Regions from separate parts of the Mus musculus genome. Here all the other regions are linked to region 1. Evidence: chromatin contacts called from public HiChIP or PLAC-seq and promoter capture Hi-C data. All regions are on one chromosome and are shown on one strand. Each heading gives the region's core, a stretch centred on a gene start, on an enhancer-like site or on the middle of the called end of the contact. The rest is flanking DNA. Distances are from core to core; before and after follow the strand shown.

The links. HiChIP or PLAC-seq counts read pairs in DNA pulled down with a chosen protein or histone mark. Capture Hi-C pulls out chosen DNA fragments and counts their contacts.
Region 2: a contact with region 1 is called in a promoter capture Hi-C map of adipose tissue. The contact joins two enhancer-like sites. A contact is called at or near these places in 2 of 15 datasets of contacts at CTCF or cohesin (the NIH/3T3 cell line and large pre-B cells) and 3 of 9 other capture datasets (adipose tissue, liver and pancreatic islet).
Region 3: an H3K27ac HiChIP or PLAC-seq map of microglia shows a contact between it and region 1, with 5 times the contacts expected there. The contact joins the promoter of Klhl25 here to the enhancer-like site in region 1. A contact is called at or near these places in 4 of 115 datasets of contacts at active chromatin or transcription factors (the 230-238 cell line, bone marrow-derived macrophages and microglia) and 3 of 9 other capture datasets (adipose tissue, liver and pancreatic islet).

What each region holds. Positions count from the first base shown.
Region 1 is chr7:75,698,614-75,701,620 of GRCm38.p6, reverse strand. All of the region lies in intron 16 of Akap13 (A kinase (PRKA) anchor protein 13), which reads right to left. Among named protein-coding and RNA genes, the nearest start is that of AU020206, 82 kb to the left of the region's middle. Within about 2 kb of position 1,475, at least 119 of the 459 cell types and tissues checked have an H3K27ac peak or open chromatin away from gene starts, as enhancers often do. A contact at or near this core is called in the 230-238 cell line, adipose tissue, bone marrow-derived macrophages and 1 more, where this site is marked.
Region 2 is chr7:75,524,440-75,527,446 of GRCm38.p6, reverse strand. All of the region lies in intron 1 of Akap13 (A kinase (PRKA) anchor protein 13), which reads right to left. Among named protein-coding and RNA genes, the nearest start is that of Akap13, 70 kb to the right of the region's middle. Within about 2 kb of position 1,561, at least 38 of the 459 cell types and tissues checked have an H3K27ac peak or open chromatin away from gene starts, as enhancers often do. A contact at or near this core is called in adipose tissue, where this site is marked.
Region 3 is chr7:75,846,772-75,849,778 of GRCm38.p6, reverse strand. Klhl25 (kelch-like 25) reads right to left here and starts at 1,441. Exons shown (of 3, transcript NM_001122780.1): 1 at 1,306-1,441. Gm51489 (a long non-coding RNA gene) reads right to left here. Exons shown (of 3, transcript XR_003946804.1): 3 at 2,067-2,179.

The DNA of each region.
Region 1 (3,007 bases), core at 226-2,725:
CAGGCTGGCCTCGAACTCAGAAATCCGCCTGCCTCTGCCTCCTGAGTGCTGGGATTAAAGGTGTGCCACCACCACGGCCAGCTAGCAATGTTTTATAAGAAGATATTTTAGAAAAGTTGACAATGGTAAAATGGTAATTGGTTATTATTCTTAAATTTAATATGTCTATATTTAACTATTGCTAACATGCTTTAACTGTACTGTGGAATAAGAATCCAATGACATTTAAAAATGATGAGACTGGGCACAATAATACTAGGGTGCTATGCAAGAAACTTGGTTTTCACTTTCTTAATCCTATCCTTTTAGAAGGTAGGGTATTCTGTGAGCATGAAAACCAAATGTGATTAGGCATCTTGGGAAATTCTTTCATATACAAGGCACAGAAACTCGGAATTGGGTCTGAATGGCTCACTATAACGTTAACTAAGGTATCAGCTGGCGAGAAAGTCCTTTTTAGTCAGAGAACTTTTGAGTCATACTAGGAACTGGTTTAAAATGTGTCTTGTGTCTTGAAGCTGTCCTTGTAAAAACGAGAGCTTAATAGAAAAAGACAATCAGTGGCGTGAAGACCACTCTCTTCGTGAAGGCAACAGTGTGTATGTATCCAAGGACCTTAATACATGTATAATACACACAATTTACTCAGCAGGAAACAGAACTACTGCTCAAAGACAATACGACAAAAGAGAAACTGCCCATCTTCCTCTTACGCTTCCTGTTTAGGGCTCCTAAGCTTCTGAAAAGCATTCCGTCTATACATCTGCAACGTCTGCATGTTACAGCTGACTCAAAGGTTATGTATGCAGGACTGATAACTAAATTCCTTATATAATAAAAACTATACACAGAAAAACTTGGCACTATTGGGCAACACATATTGTCTAGGAGTGTGAAACATTTGCTGCCTAATAGCTAACTTTGGCTACTCAGAGAGTCCAAAGAGTGTTGGCAGTCACAGCTTAACATGTGGGATAACAAACTCAAGTTTATAATTGTCTTCTCATAGACACACACACTATGTTTACTCAGAGAGACTTTCCTAACTATATTCAGATACAACTCATATGTATTGGTTAGCAGCTGAATAACTATATGGTCTCATTAACACATATTTAAAAATTAATAATCTTAGCACTTGAGTGGTTACATTACTGGCCCAATATGTGCAAGGCCCTACAATCTCCAGCACTGAAGAAAAAGAGAAAACAACCAACTCCTAAACAGGGTAAGAGAAGTGAAAGTTCATTATTTTTATAGAAAAAATAGTGTTAATATCTATGGTATCACTTTTTTTTTTAAACAATATAGGAAACATCATTCAATAGTTAGGAAAAAGAGTTGACTGATACTCACTTATCTGTATAATTGGGTGGACACACAACTAATTCTCTCTCATTACCTCTGCTTATACTGACAAGGTCACAGTGTTCTGTAGCAGCTGTATAACAGTCTTATTTAACAGTAAGCTAACCTCCACTCACAGGAAAGACGGCAGGTTAACATGCCTGGCCACAGGGGTACTTGAAAACACACAGTAAAGGGAACCGTACTGCAATCTGCAGAGTTATGAATTTGCAATTTTTGGAGTTTCTATTGCTGGAGACAGTTTAGCCCCCAAAGATCAAATCTTGAAGCCAAGTCAGAAAGAGGAACCATGTCAATTGCAAAAGAGTGTTGTCATTTTGTCGACAGAGAGGAATGGAGGCAAGAAGTCAACTGGTTCTTTAACGGTGATGACAGACCTGACTCGAACACAGGTAGCCTATTTTCCTGTCCCATCTCATCACCTGCCTCTTACCTAATGGTAGTCATTTGAAGTGAAAAAATATTAAAGACAAATGAAAAAGAACTACTTAGTAGTGGATTTTGCTGAAAAATAAGCACACGATGACAGGCAACATGTGTGGGAAGCCAGACCTCACGTAGCTCTGCCAGACCATTATCTAGACTTGCTACTTGAAACACAGTCTATAGAGTACGGAAGTTGGGTGAGATTCTGTTTTAAAGATGACGTTCCAGTTTCTAAGTCTGATTCCACATTATCTTTTTTTTCTGTCTGTATTACCTGCCCCCTCAGCAATCTCACTGTTGAATCTACCATTCATTGGGAGAGGTGGTCAGAGGTAGTCTCTACTGACTTGTTGGCCTTATAATTATGTGTGTGTATGTTTGGATAAGGTTCCAGTTTAAAAGCAAAATAAAAAAAAAATAACAGAAACATTTTGAATTCATCCAAACCTAACCATGACATTTTCAAGGTTAACTGAGAATTACAGGCCACTAAGCAAAGAAGCCATTCAATAATACATGGTTCGGTTTTCCCAAGGGAATTTTCTTGTGTTGATAGCAACTATAGACGAAGGAAGCCAAAGGAAACATGCAGGTTCTGCTACTGCCAGTATGTGGAATACAGTATGCATCCCCTCCTCCTGGCTTCATATTCATTCATATATATATATTTTTTTCTCAAACTAGAATGGATCCAATAAAACACACAATTAGGCTAGAAATGATTTAGTAGACTGTATTTTCATCCTATACTTGGTAGGAAAAATGGTGAAAAAGCAGATTTGGTGTAAGAGTTTTGTGGTAAAAGATACTTTATTTACAAAACCTGGCATCACAGCTAGGATAGTAAATGCACTCACTCTCAAAGGTCCTTGTGCTTGCTCCCTACACTTGGCGGGGAGCCTCCTGGAGAGAACTTATGGGGTGTGTGCCCTTGAAGGGGGTTATGAAGCCCCAGCCCCTCTCTCTGCTTCCCCTCCAGTAGGTGCTCTGCCATGGGGCACTTTACTACCACAGCCCCAAAGCAACAATACTAGGTGAACATAGGCTGAAACCTCTGAAATCGATTCCTTCTTAAAGAGACGACTATAGCAGGTAATTTGTTACCACACGGAAAGCCAACACAGTTAGTAAAACTTATTGGCTGTATTTCTATTAGCTTTCACAACGAGTGCCTGAAAGGCTTAGTCAGGGGAAAGAGAGTACTTTTTTTTTT
Region 2 (3,007 bases), core at 312-2,811, 170 kb after region 1:
TGAGAAAATCTCTCCAGACTCCACTCACTCTCTGACTCAACCTTCCTAAAACACTATTTTCATTCTGTAACTCTCTCGTACACTGGAATAAGCAGTCTTTTAAAGGGCTTATTTTGAGGTGTCAATCTCTTTTCTTAAGTATTTCTGGGGCACAACACTAAGAGTGACAAGTCAAGACTCAAAAGACATCTCCGAAGGACAACACTATATGCTCCATTTTGGGGATGCATGTGACCCACCTTACTTTTTCTAGAGTATTTATCCCCATGAAGTGGCTTATACACAGTCGGTGTAAACTACATATACTTAATAACTGCCATGGCCTGGTTTGTAGAATGCAGTGTTTATGCTTGAGACTCTCATGTTGTGGGGAAGGCTCTACCATATTTTACCTTTCTATTTGTAAAATAGAGACAAATAACAAAGGTGTGTAAAATTTTTAACTCTGTGGTGGGCAATAAGGAAATACTCAATAAGTTAAGTTCTTGTTCCTCACACCTGGTATAAATGATGTGACAAGCATTTCATGGCGACTCTTACATTATAATCAATTCCTACATTCTAACATCTAATGCTAATTAATCCACAATCATAAGTACAGGGTAATGCCCAAGATGCTGTTGAGTAAACAGAAACAGTAATCTATTAAATATGCTATACATTATAAAGGTATTCGCTCTGTAGTGCCCTTCTCACCAATACCACACATGTGCCATATCATCCCGCAATGCTGAGCACCTAAATAAATGCTATTAACACCACCACCACAAACAAGCAAATAAGAAAACTTGACAAAGGGTCCATGAGACTGAGCAGGAAGAGGTCTGAAGAGGTAAGGAGATGGTAGTGCACAAGTGATACAAGATATAGGAGTGGGAAGACTGGGGTTAAAAGTGGAGGTGGAGGTACAGGGGAGAGGAGGAGTGGGAGAGGAGCAGACCAAAGCCAAGGGCTATGAAAAGTGCTCATAGAGACATAATATTCTGTAAGTTAGTTTCTAAAAATATTTTCAAAAGGGTTTGACTCTAAATACCCTGTGTGAGTAGACAATGCTGCTTCCAGGAGAAATGAGTTATTAAACAAAAGTCTCAGTGCCAGCTGGGATACAGTCCTACAAGTTACTGATCAGAGAGGGCAGTATAGGTTACTGCCATTGCTTTTGGCCGTCCTCCAGAACTAAATCATAAAATCCTATTGCCAAAACCACAACACACTTTGGTTGCAAAACAGACAGAAAGAAATCTAAAACTGACTTAAAAACTTCATTCCTTCATGGTTAGTTTTCATAGTGCTAGATGATGCTGTGCAGGCAGCTGCCAGGGGAAAGACATCAATCTTATCCAGTACTGAACCTTGTATGTTCATAACTGGTCATATTGTTTACAATAAGTGACTGCTGAGTGATCACATATAACCCTTTCTACCATTAGAGCTCAGGAAATTTCCTTGAAGCAGGGACAGAAATGATTTCTTATTACATTATGTAACAGACAGAGGCTAGGGAGGAATGCCATTGAAAGCTGACATGGCCATGACCTGGCCACTGCACTCATGAATCTGCAACGCAGCTACGGTCACATGCATGAAGTTAAGTCAAGAACATTAGCCACTATTCCAGCGGGCAGTGCTAATTAGACTATGTGGTTAAAACAAAAAAAGAAAAGAAAAGGAGAAAGAGGCATGAAGGTATAAAGTAGAGGTGTTTAATGACTTCTAGGAAGAAATGGGGGATAAGTATGATCAAGATATATACATGGATAAAACTGTCAAAGAGTAAAAGTCTTTTTAAAAAAGAAAGAAAAATCTGGGATTAACTTCAAAAACAAATGAATCTGAATTTCTGTGCCTGTCATGGCTCTTCCAGAGACAAGACAGAAATAGAATGGAAGGCTCTTCTAAGCAGACACTATTGGAGCAAAAGGGAAGGCTGGGTGCTATCTCACCCTGTATTAGGCTTTCACATGACAGATGCAACAACCTCTGGGGACAGGAATACACAAGTTCACCACTTCAGTTATCTTTTGATATTTACAAAGCCTATGATTTCCTACAAATAATGTTTTTGTTGCTTTGCAAATATCCCAATGGAGAAGGAAACTCCCACAATGGAGAAGGCCATTCTACAAGTGAGAACAGCTGTATCCTGTCATCCAAAGGAAAGGAAACTGTTAAGTGACCTAGGCATCCAGAAAAGGGAGAGAAATCCCACAAATTCAGTTAAGTGCTGACATTTATCCCTATGGTAGTAAGAACACACTTTAAATTTAGAAAATTCATACTCAGCTGTGAAACATGTAAATTGATTTCTACAGGGGTTAAAATAGATATCCAGTTAAGAGACTGCCAAAGCCATGCCTTTATACTTCCTCCACTCTCCCCTCCCTTCTATCTCAAAAATAAGCAGCCTAATGGGCCAAGTTATCAGCCACCTGGACTGCCTAAACAGCCCTTACCAGGACACATCCCAAGTCCTATTTGTGGCTTATCTTGCTGGGCCTGGCATAACAGAGCCATGGGGGCCTACCAGCTTGGACACATAACAAAAGCACCATCAACTGAATTACACAAGTAGAATAGAAGGCTAAAGAAGTCACAAACAAGCTAAAAGCAAATAACATTAGCCTTTAAACTAAGAAAAACATCTCTTGTGGCTAAATATTCTACTCAAAGATGATTCCACAATATTTGGGGAACAATGACACTGAAAATCAGGAGAGATGTCAACTTACAAAATAATCTCAAAGTCAGAAGGACCTGTGTTTACTAATAAGACTTAACGTAAAATATCTGTGAGTGTCCTAATGAACTGAAAATGCTACTGAAATGAGAATTCCAATACTTTCAGCAATTTCCTATTTGGGTGTTTTGTTTATTTGGTTAGCTTTTTGAGATAGGGTCTCTGGCTGTCCTGAAACTCGCTCTGTAGAGCAGGGTAACCTCAAATTCACAGAGATCCACCTGCTTCTGCGTCTGAGTGCTGAGACTAAAGGTTTGTACCACTACCACC
Region 3 (3,007 bases), core at 192-2,691, 150 kb before region 1:
ACAGACAAAGCCTGTGATCTCCACAACCCTGTCTTAGAGGGACCAAATCTACTGTAGGATAAGAGCACCGTGGGTCCTCCCTCCTCTGTCCCCTGACACAAGCTTTCAGCAACACCCATAAAAAGTCCTCCCAGCATAACTGTGCCGCTTATGAAAGAGGCTCAGCAAACTAGAGGGTCAGGTGCCAAGTGCCCCTCCCTCCCCGTCTTACTCCAGGGGTGAAGAGCCCAGACATCTGGCATACCTTGTCCTGCCCTGAGCATGGAGGGAGAACTAGTGCCCAATGAACCTTGGCCAAAGCAACTTGGCCTCTGGTCTCCCCAAAGTACAGATGAACTACAAAGCCCCCGAGAGTCCGCCCCTCCCCCCAACTTCCTGTGCTCGAGTCTCTAGAAAGTCTCCCAGATTGGTAAGGTGGCACTTGCTTATAAACCCAGCTCTCAGGAGACTGGGACCAGAGATTTCATGCTCAAGGCTGGCCTGACGTTTATAACAAGACTAAAACCGGGAGAGGAAAAAAAGAAAAAAAAGTAAGACTGTGAGAATCCACTTTGAGGTCCTTGAGGCACTTGCACCCAAGTGTCTGGTGCCCCAGTAGGCACAATTCCCGAGTAGGAAAAAGCTTCTAATACAGCTATGAAGGAGACTAGTCCAGTGGGGATTTGCAGACCACAGCGGAATTCTCGCGCCAGGGCAACGCATGGGAGGAGGGGAATGGGATGGCGGGGGGAGGGGGGGGTGGACTACTTGCTACGGCCCTGCCAGATCGGCCACCACCTGGGTAGGTAGGGGCGTATGGCTCCGGGAGTGTCACCACTCTCCCTTGATAGACAACTTTCCAGACAGGAAGGACCCTATGCTGCGGGCCACACGGCCAGGCCCTGCTGTCTACTCTTCCCTGGTTTAACCCCTCGGCCCTGGCTAGGTACAAGCAAGTCGCGGGGACCTTGGCTAGGTGTGTGCACAAAGCTGCACGGTTCGCATCCTCGAAGACAAGCAGTTTCCTCTTTCTAGGATCAATAGTAATTTTTTTAAAAAAGAGAATCAGCGGACTCAATGAATCAAACACTCCCGGGAGAGGGTAGCCGCTCCTGCGCGTAACATCCGTTTGGAAAACAATTCATTCCCTTGGCGGGAGCTCTGAACATAACAGTACGGGGTCCCCAAGCTCGATCGAGGGGCGCTCCCAGGTCAGCACCCACTTCCCCGACCCAGTGAACTGGGCCTGCGGTCCTACGCCCTGCCCGGCGATCCTCGAGCAGGATCGCTCGCTGTCCCGGTGACAAGTTCCGACCTGATCCTCACCGTGCGGCCCCACAGGCTCTGCAGTCCCCGCCGCTGCCGCCGCCCCCGGCCGGCTCACCAGTCCCGGCCGCGATCCCGTAGCCGAACCGCACGGGCGCTGCCAACAAACTAGTTTCTCCGGCCTTCCCGCCCCGCCTCGCGGCCCGAAGCGCAGCAACCAATCATAAACCGCGCCTCTGTGACGGATGGGTCGACTGACCCGTAATACAGTCGCGTGAGAAGAAAGGGACGGTCGTCCAGGCCATCGGTGCCGCGGAAGGCGGGGCGGGGAGAGGAAAGCGACTGCCACCAGATTCTTAAAGGGACAGGCCATTGCCTTTCTGTTCTGGTGGCCAGAGTTGGGAGAAAGCAACACGACCTGTTCTAGAGCTTCTCTTAAGGAAGGTCTTTGTCGATCACACGCATTCTTCTTTCTGTTACCGAATCACAGCCGTTGTTGATCTTTTTAAAGACCAGCAATCTAATCGCTCCTATGTTAAGGAAATCCTTTTTCCCTCCCGGCTAGTTTCGATGCGAGGGAATTTCTACAGACACGAATCCCTGTCTATACTGGGAATTCCCAGATTTCAAGGGAGAGGACTTTAAGCTTCAGCTGTTCTGTCAAGCCGGTGGAAATTTCTTCCTAAACTTTTTTTTAACCCTTCAAATATCCTTCACTATTAGAACTCTCAGCGGTACAAAACTGATAGAGTAAATCTATATCTATACATACATACATACATACATACATACATACAACACACATATGGAATTTATTAGAGTAACTTTCAGGCTGTGGCCGGGGTAGCCCAACAATGGCTGTCTCCGGATATAACGTCTGAGAGTCCAACTGTCAGTCCACGAGGCTGGATGCTTCAGCTGGTCTTCAGTATACCTTGGAATTCAGAAGAAGTTGGCTATAATACAATGAAAGAATGACCCTACCTGTGAAACTTAAGGGCAGACAAAGAGCAAAAGCTTGCTTCTTCCAGGTCCTTTTTCCAGGCTGCCGCTAGAAGGTGCCCAGATTTAGGGTGGGTCTTCGGGGGTGGGTGGATATGGGGGACTTTTGGTATAGCATTGGAAATGTAAATGAGCTAAATACCTAATAAAAAATGGAAAAAAAAAAAAGAATGAAATTGGCTCAAAAAAAAAAAAAAAAGGGTCTTCCTATCTCAAATGATCCAACCAGGAAAAAATCCCTCACAGGTGAGCCCAGCTGCTTGGGTTTTAGCTACTCCAGATATAATCAAGTTGAGGATCAAGAGTAGACATCACACTTGCCCAACGCATCCATTAGTTCATTTAAGAGTTACTAGATGAGCTGGGGAGTGGCGCTCACAACCACCTGTAATGAGAACGCCCTCTTCTGGTGCGTCTGAAGTCAGCTACAGTGTACTTATGTATAATAATAAATCTTTGGGCCGGAGCGAGCAGAGACTCTAAAAATTCAATTCCCAACAACCACATGAAGGTTCACAACCATCTGTACAGCTACAGTGTACTCACATACATTTAATTAATTAATTAAAAGAGTTACTAGACCTGGGCGGTGGGGGCTTACTCCTTTAACCCCAGCACACAAGGCAGAGGAATGCCAATCTGATTTCCACACCAGCTGATCTATAAAGTTGATTCCAGGACAGCCAGGGCTACACAGAGAAACCCTGTCTTAAAGGAAAAAAAAAAAAAAAAGGGAGGGAGGATATTTTCTAGATTTCTA